Regions from separate parts of the Podarcis muralis genome. Here region 2 is linked to region 1. A link is a contact called in public Hi-C data. All regions are on one chromosome and are shown on one strand. The core of a region is the stretch at or near the end of the contact, and the rest is flanking DNA. Distances in the headings are between cores, read along the strand shown.

Region 1 (4,447 bases), core at 1,160-3,659:
GTATGGAGTGGGATTCTTCCAATTAAATTTGAACTTTATGTCTTTCAACTTTCCTCCAAAACCTTTAGGTCCATGCACTATGTGCATCCCTGAGGAACATGCTGCTACTGTATCAAAGTCAAACAAAACAAACTACAGTACTGTACTGACCATCTTGCCTTGAATTGAGCATCACTGCAGCAGTAGGTCCTTGTAGCCAGCAGCTGTTCCCCACACCCTCAATGTTGCCCTTGGACAACATTAGCTCACAGACTTCATTACAAGACAAAATGAAGTAGCCAGGGAAGCTTATTAGGGAAGGTTATATGGCCTGAGGACAGTTAGGAACCTGAAATTAAAACTACCACTCATGCTGAAAAACAGACCTAAGTGCCAATCCTATGATTCCAAAAGTATAACTGCACTTATCCTCTGCAGTGGAACATAAAAGGGATTGCATTCAGAGAGTATAGATTATTATTTTGTTCACTTGTGAGTTCAACAAAGGGTGTTCAGGGTGATGGTCAATAAAGTAGTATTAAATGAGTTTAAGGATACGTCCTGGAAGTGGATGCAGGTGGGGAAGTGGACTGATGTGGACTGAAGAGGGAGAAGTGAAGAGAAGTGAGAAGGTAGTAAATCACATCTATGGGTAGCTGGAAAGTAAATGTCAAGGGAATTATCCCCCCCCCCCCCAAGTCTAACCACATCTAAAAGGTAAAGGTACCCCTGCCCGTACGGGCCAGTCTTGACAGACTCTGGGGTTGTGCGCCCATCTCACTTAAGAGGCCAGGGGCCAGCGCTGTCCGGAGACACTTCTGGGTCATGTGGTCAGCATGACGAAGCTGCTCTGGCGAGCCAGAGCTGCACACGGAAACGCCATTTACCTTCCCGCTAGTAAGCGGTCCCTATTTATCTACTTGCACATCTACTCAGCAGTAAATCCTATTGAATTCAGCAGGGCTTACTTCTGGCTATGGGTTAGGACTGTATGGGGACCTCTCTCTGTGCTGCAAAGTGTTTGGGGGCAGGATGGTGGTGGAACCAAAAGAAGTTTGGGGGGTGTCACAGAAAGAGCAACATATATTTCTAGCTGGCAGAGTTGTGCCCTACATGATCTCTGAAATAACAGGAGTGCAGCAATTAGGGTGTGTGGGGGTGTTGGTGGGCCAGCTCCTTGTTTGGGGGACACATGCTGCCCCCCCCATCCAGCACCACCCTGTCTTTTATTAACGTCCTCCTATTGCGGGACGCGGGTGGCGCTGTGGGTAAAAGCCTCAGCGCCTAGGACTTGCCGATCGAAAGGTCAGCGGTTCGAATCCCCGTGGCGGGGTGCGCTCCTGTTGCTCGGTCCCAGCGCCTGCCAACCTAGCAGTTCGAAAGCACCCCTGGGTGCAAGTAGATAAATAGGGACCGCTTACTAGCGGGAAGGTAAACGGCGTTTCCGTGTGCGGCTCTGGCTCGCCAGATGCAGCTTTGTCACGCTGGCCACGTGACCCGGAAGTTCTGCGGACAGCGCTGGCCCCCGGCCTATAGAGTGAGATGGGCGCACAACCCTAGAGTCTGTCAAGACTGGCCCGTACGGGCAGGGGTACCTTTACCTTTTATACCCTTTTAAGGGACGTGGGTGGTGCTGTGGGTTAAACCACTGAGCCTCTTGGGCTTGCCGATCAGAAGATTAATGGTTTGAATCTGCATGGTGGGGTGAGCTCCTGTTGCTCTATCCCAGCTTCTGCCAATCTAGCAGTTCAAAAGCACACTAGTGCAAGTAGATAGATAAGTACCACTCTGGCGGGAAGCTAAATGGCATTTCCGTGCGCTGCTGTAGTTTCGTCAGAGCATGACCCAGAAGCTGTCTGTGGACAAATGCTGTTTCCCTCAGCCTTTAAAGTGAGATGAGCGCGCAACCCCAGAGTTGTCCGCAACTGGACCTAACGCTCAGGGGTCCCTTTACCTTTATACCCTTTTAAATGTGGTTTTGGGAGTGGGGGGGGGGGGGAGAGAAGTTATTGGTTAGTTAGTTTTTTACTATTCTTGTTTTTATTACGTACTTTGGTGTTTTTATCTTGTATTTCCATGCTGTGAGATCTACGGATGTATACCCTCCGGCGGTATACAAATTTAATTAATCATAAAGATTGTTTAGTTATGACATATGTACACAGGGCGGTGCACAGCATAGAAACACAAAATAAAAACACAAAACGCTTGATAAAGGCGAGGAGGGCAGCAAGGCCAACCCATCACCCCCTTGCTCTTCTGCCTTAGTATGGGGGGGGGGGGGACGCATAGCAGCAGCAGCAGGAGGGCAGGTAGGCAGCCCGGGGGGGGGGGACCGGAGACAGCCTCCCTCCCCCCCTCCCCAGGCACCACGTGGCCCTGCGCTGCTGCCCCGCGGGCCGCCCTCGCCCCCCCCCCCGCCTCCGGGTGTTCCCATAGCAACCTCCCGGGGCGCCTCCGCCGCGGGCCTGGCTGGGCCTGGCGCCCCGTTGCTAAGCAGCGCCTGGAGCAGGAGGAGGAGGAGGAGGCTGCGGGTGTCGCCGTGCAAAACACGGAGCCCGGCGGGGGCGGCTTGGCTTCGGGCTGAAAGAGCCTTCTAACAAGACACCGCCCCCCTCTAGGAACAGGGTCCGGCGGCGCCCCTCTTCGTCCACCCCGCCAGGAAGGGAAGTCTGGGCCGCCGCCGCCGCCGCCATGTCCCACAAGTAAGTGCGACTCTGCCCCGGCGCCTTGCTCGCGAGGAGAAGGAGGCTGGCTCGCTCCTCGGCGCCCAGAGGGCTCTTTCCTAGCAGAGGCGCCTCCAAGGAAGGGCCCGATCCCGGCAGAGTTCAGCCTCTGGTTAAACCCAAGGGAAAACTCTCCCCATGGTGCACATATTACAATACGGTTCAGGAGCTCAAGTGCTCCTTGGAGATGATCCGAATAGCTGGGTCGCTTTGTACGGAAGAAGGCAATCCGAAATTACTTTGGCCTTTAAACGTCGTCATCACAAATACTCTGAATTCTGCCTAGAACCAACTTTGAAGCCGGTGCAGCTGTTCCATTAGGCGAGCCATGCTCTGAAAAGTTTCCCCCGTTAACATTCTGGACCAGGGAGTTGCCCAAATGCACCCCTTATGTAAAGTGCAATGCGATAATCAAGATCTGCTTCCTCCAGAAACAGGTGTCATTGGCACACCCATTTCAGGTGCGCCAAGGCCCTCTGGCTGCAGCTGACTCTTGGGCATCCAGGGTCAAAGCTAGGTCCAAAAAAATACCACTAAGCCACAGACCCTGCATTTTCGGGGGTGGGGGGCGGTAATCCCATTCAACATTGGTTAAATGTAAGTACCTGTGGATCCCATCGGACTTGGTTAAGGTTACCAGACGTCACCGTTTCCTGGGGACAGTCCCCAGATTTACAAGTCAGTCCCCATACAAAATCCATTGAAGCTGAAAAGTGTCCCCGGATTCATTGAAAAATATCTGGTAACCTTAGACTTGGTGCTGCTTACTTCTAAGTAGACATGAATAGGGTTGCACTATTTGCTATATTTTACTTCGTTCTCTTTGTATGTACTAAAGTGTTCTCTTCCCCAACCCACTTTATTAGCACGTACAATAAAATGTGGGCGGAAGCCCAGGAGTCCCTCAACTGCCTGTTACAGAAGGAGATAGAAGAGAAATCCCACAAACCATTGAAAGATCGCCAAGTGGTATTTCAAATGCTAGGCACTTTCTACGTCAAGTATGTGCAGATATTTCGCAATTTGGAAGCTGCTTATGACCAGATTGTTCACCCACAAAAGCGTTTAATTATTCGGCAAATGCTTGATGGAGTAATGGGTCGTATTTTGGAGTTAAAGAATGAAATGGTGGAGCTGGAGTTGTCAGAATATCATTACTTTGATGACATTTTACAAGATCTTAAGCTGGCTCCTGTAAGTATAGTCCCTTCATGTTGTTTTTCATATTGTAGAATCAAATCCTAAATAACTGTTTGTTTTCTTTAAATAACTGACTTTTGTGCATCTTAATATAGCTGTCCAATTGTTCTCAGTTGTAAAAATCACATGAAAAAAAATTCAAAGAGCCCCACTCCATTGAATACTTGGTTCTTGAACTGTTATTCCATTTCCATTTTTCAACTATAGTATGTGAGTTTTTTTCAGTTTCACCATAGAAATGCAAAAAGCTGCTCCAACCCACAGCAGGTTAAATCTAAGCCCTGGCTACCAAGTGCAAAGAAGATAGTAAGGATGGACCTAAGCGGAGACATATCACCTTCACCTATAATCAAGGAACACATACAAAAACTGGGCTTCAGTGAGTTGGGGGGGGGGGGGAGCTGATAATACCCCAGCAAGCCTCATTGAGAATCACGGATTTAATTTATTTCTCTCATACAGCTCCACCTGTTGCCCACATCATGAACTGCATCAAACTTTCATTTAAAAAAAGATGTTAAACTGTAAATTCGGCACATAAG
Region 2 (4,447 bases), core at 941-3,440, 230 kb before region 1:
GTGAAGATACCAGGTAGCCCGACACCTGGTTGGTTGATAGGGGGTCAAATACTTATTTCACTCATCATAATGCACATCAGTCTCTGACTTTTGCCTTCTGGGTTTCTGGGGGTTTTCCTGTTGTTATCCTGTCTCTCACAGTTACAATAAACCTACCATTAAAATTATGGACTGGTCATTTCTTTGTCAGAGGGCAAACAGGCAAATTTAGCAGGGGATCAAATACAGTGGTACCTCGGATTACAGACGCTTCAGGTTACAAACTCCGCTAACCCAGAAGTATTACCTCGGGTTAAGAACTTTGCTTCAGGATGAGAACAGAAATCATGTGGCGGCAGCAGGAGACCCCATTAGCTAAAGTGGTGCTTCAGGTTAAGAACAGTTTCAGGTTAAGAACGGACCTCCAGAACAAATTAAGTTCTTAACCTGAGGTACCACTGTACTTTTCCCCCTCACTGTACATTTTCTACAGATCGGTTTCATTTGCTGAGACATTAGTGCTACATTAGGAAAAAAGGGGGGGAAACAGGTGGAGCGGAGGTGGAGTCAGGTGGCAAAGCTTTGGTGGTGAGAGATGTTGGGGTTGGCCTAGGGTGCGGTTGCTTGTTTGCGATTGGCTGTGGTGAACTTTGTTTTCACGTGTGAGTGGGGTCGAGCCTACAGGTAAATTTTGCAAAGTTGGAAGTTACGTGCTTCAACACGCCCCCTCACACACAAAAAGAATTTGCCAACATCACCAAGATAAAACTTAGTGGCACCAAGTTCAGATACCATGGGGTACAAATAAACAGAAACCTCAACAAATTATACCTCAACAACTACAATTCCTTGTTGTGGCAAATCAACAAAGACCTAAAGAGATGGAGCAACACCAACTTCACTCTCTCAGAGAAAATAGCCATGATCAAAATGATTACTCTTCCAAAAAATCCCTCTGATTCTGAAGGTAAAGGTTAAAACATGTGCAATTCCCTCACTGAAAACAAGAGAACTTCAAAGTGTTTCACTATTGCTGTGCCACGCTCTTGTTTAAAACAGTATCAATAAAGAACGTCAAGTAAAATTTTCTGTTTACCCAGGCATTTGAGGACTGAAAGATACTGACAGTGGCCAACTTGGAATTAGTATCTACAATGTATGTGATTGCCTTTAGATGCATTTTTTTAATTTTAAATTGTATTGTCTCAACAGTTCTGATGATTGTTGCCATGTGTTCCTTTGGGAGGAAGGGTGCGTGAGAGAGAAACAAAGCAAAACAAAACAAATAAGCCTCCTTTTGCGCGCCTGTTTTGTAAACTCTTCCAATTTCACAAGCATTACCCATCTCCACCTGATACATGAAAGTACTGAAGAATTAAATAAGCAAATCTCAGCGTGATCCTCTAGCACAGTGTTTCCCAACCTTGGGCCTCCAGCTGTTTTTGGACTACAACTCCCATCATCCCTAGCTAGCAAGACCAGTGGTCAGGGATGATGGGAATTGTAGTTCAAAAACAGCTGGAGGCCCAAGGTTGGGAAACACTGCTCTAGCAGCAGCTGCTTTCAAAGACACACTTCTTCTCAAATCCAGGTATTAGAGGTAGATCGAAAATAATTTTTACTTACATGTCATTATGCAAAAGGTACAAAGCTAGGAGTTGCGCATAAACGGGCGGTGTTGCTATTCCTCCAGGGGCCTAAAAAAATAAAAATAAAAGCGGTTTACAGAATTAATGGCAACTGAGTGATTACATGGTAGGAAGAACAGCATCTATTTCTGCCAGCCCCCCCGCAAGGCTGTTTGAATCCCTTGATCCCAGCGGCTGCCTCTGTTTTAACCAGTTCATGTCTCGGGTTCTTCGCCGTCTCTGTTTCGCCCCCCGAAGAGGAGCTTCTCCTGCGTCTGGGCTGCGCAACTTCAGCCCCCGCGCAGAGAGAGGCCTCGCCAAGGAGCCCCCCAGGCGCCTGGCGGGAGGAGGGCCGAGAGGGAGGCGGGGGGGGGAAGCAGCCTCAGGTAAACCGCCCCCCCCCCCGCCCCACACACCTCCAGCTCCTGCGTCTCGCACTGCTCCAGCAGCTTCCGGTAGCCGAGGGCGCCGCTCGCCGCCGCCGCCATCACCGCCACTGGCATCTTCGCGCCCGGCGCCGGCTCCAGCCCAGGCGGAGGGACGGGTCCTCCAAGGCGCGCAGGCGGGCGCTCTCGCCGCTCTCCCTCGGCTTCCGCTTCCGGCCCACAGGATTGACGTCACCAGCGCATAATAGGGGAAGACGCCACAGAGATAGGAAAGCAGAGAAGCCTCTCGCAGCCTACAACTCCCATCATCCCCCCTGGCGGCTCTCCATCCCCAGGCGAGGAGAGCCGCCAGGGGGCATGATGGGAGCTGTAGTCCCTGGCCACCCCGGGACTCAGAAAGGCAAGAGGCGCCCTACGGAATTGCTCGGACATCCTTGGAAGACTGCTATGGCAACTTGGTGAGGCCTTTAGGGACAAAATGGGTCAGATTCGGACAGAGCTGGATGCCACCCGTTGGAGCAAGTCCCTCGGGAGCACCTGCTCTGAGCAGCCCTGTTTAGGGAAGTTTTCAATGTTTGATGTTCTATTGTATTTTTAATATTTTGTTAAAAAATACATTTGTCCCAAAACCAGAAGCCTCTTTGGTATAATAGGTGAAGAGATACCAAGAGAGGATAAAAGACTTTTTATGTCTGCAACGACGGCAGGGAGAATGCTAGTAGCCCAGAGACAGAAGGAAGGAGAAGCACCAACGAAAGAAGAATGGCAGGTGAAACCGATGGACTATGCAGAGATGGCGAAAGTGACGGGGAAGCTCTGAAACCAGGAAGATCAAGGATTTTCTAAAGACTGGAGTAAATTAGTGATTTATTTAAAACACCACAGTAAACAGTTAAAATCTTTGGCAGGGATGTAAATGACACTTGTAATGTGGAATTATTTGTGGTAATTATGGTTATATGTTAGATGGATAAGGGTAAAAGATGCAGTAAACTTAAATCTAAATATGGAACCCATGGAGGGAAGGAGGTTCGAAAGTTTGAAAGAACCTTGTATTTTAATGTTTGAAATGGTTTTGTTTTATATGTATAAAATCATCAAAAACTCAATAAAAAATCATTTAAAAAAGAGGACATTTGCCAGGAGAAAGTTAAGAGGAGTTTTTGGAACTGTGGGCAACTGGAGGATACCGGTACTTCAGTGGTGCCTCAGGAGGGTGTGGATTGGGGGGGGGCACTGTCCTAAAGGGCTCCTGGGAATTATCCTGGGGTGTCCCACAGGGCTCCATCTTGGCCCCCATGCTAGGTAACATCCAAAGGAAGCCTCTGGGAACTGTCATTAGGAGATTTGGAGTGAAGTGGTGCTAAAATGCTGGTGACAACCAGCTCCATCTCTCTGTTCAGACTGAATCAGGAGAGGCAACTGAGGTTTTAGACCACTGCTCGGAGGTGGTGAGGGATTGGATGCAGGGCATAGCTAAGGAGGACAGCTGCCCCCTAAATCAATACAAACCTGAGGTTCTGCCCCCCCCCCCAAAAAAATCCTGGCTATGCCCATGCCTGGATATGGACCAATAATGTTGAATCCTGAAAAGACAAGTCCTCATGTTCTGGAGGTAGGGAGACAGCCTGTCCTGGATAGGATTGCTCTCCCTTGGAAGGAGCAGGTTCACAATTTGGGGGTGCTCCTGGAATCTACACTGTCCCCGGAGGCTCAGGTGGCCTTGATGGTGCATGAGTTAGGTAGATTTCCATGTACATTTACCATAGTAAAGATGCCCTGGCTTTGTATGTGTGACACACTCTGCCTGGCACACATTTGTGAATTCAGTGCTTCTGGTAATGTGTAAATATTACCAAAAAAAAACCCAGCCCCACCTTCTCAGGCAAGCCTTGCTCTCACTCACAAGCCCCTTATCATCAGTAAAAAAAGACTTGGGCAGGATTCATGTAGCGAACCCTATCAGAAGGGCTTGTGCAATGGGGCTCCCCACTTCCCATTACTTGGTTGGGGTGCATGTGTCAGGACCCCCAGAACAGTGCGTGGGTGGGCAGGGGTTTTTCTGCCTGACCAGCTGATATATTTGCGCAGATGGAACATTCAGCATGGTGCAGAGTTCAATCCCACCCCTAAAGTCCAGCTAATTCTCATGGATGGAGCAGTTATAGTTTCCAAGATCACTCTTTCTTTAGCAGCAGTTCCCTTCTAACAATGAAAGTTGCAATTATGTTTTTATATGTAGCGGAAGCCGCCCAGAGTGGCTGGGGAAACCCAGCCAGATTGGCATGGTATAAATAATAAAATTATTATTAATAATGTACAGTTCGGAAGAGGCTTGATCTGCATTAAATGCTGAAATGTGAGAACAGGTAGATGGGCTCTGCATGGGTCTGTGTCATTTTGAATTCCTTGCAGTTAATCAGGTTTATTTGCCACAGGAGGGATTGGAGCGTA

The links. Hi-C and Micro-C count contacts between places; a contact is called where the count stands out from the background.
Region 2: a Hi-C map of blood shows a contact between it and region 1, with 5 times the contacts expected there. The contact joins the promoter of COPS8 here to the promoter of DRC11 in region 1. A contact is called at or near these places in 2 of 3 Hi-C or Micro-C datasets (blood and tail).

What each region holds. Positions count from the first base shown.
Region 1 is chr1:131,355,998-131,360,444 of rPodMur119.hap1.1, reverse strand. It overlaps DRC11 (dynein regulatory complex subunit 11), which reads left to right and starts at 2,409. Exons shown (of 18, transcript XM_077918628.1): 1 at 2,409-2,684; 2 at 3,572-3,899. The coding sequence starts at 2,674.
Region 2 is chr1:131,590,587-131,595,033 of rPodMur119.hap1.1, reverse strand. COPS8 (COP9 signalosome subunit 8) reads right to left here and starts at 2,190. Exons shown (of 8, transcript XM_028703490.2): 1 at 2,024-2,190; 2 at 1,606-1,676. The coding sequence starts at 2,110.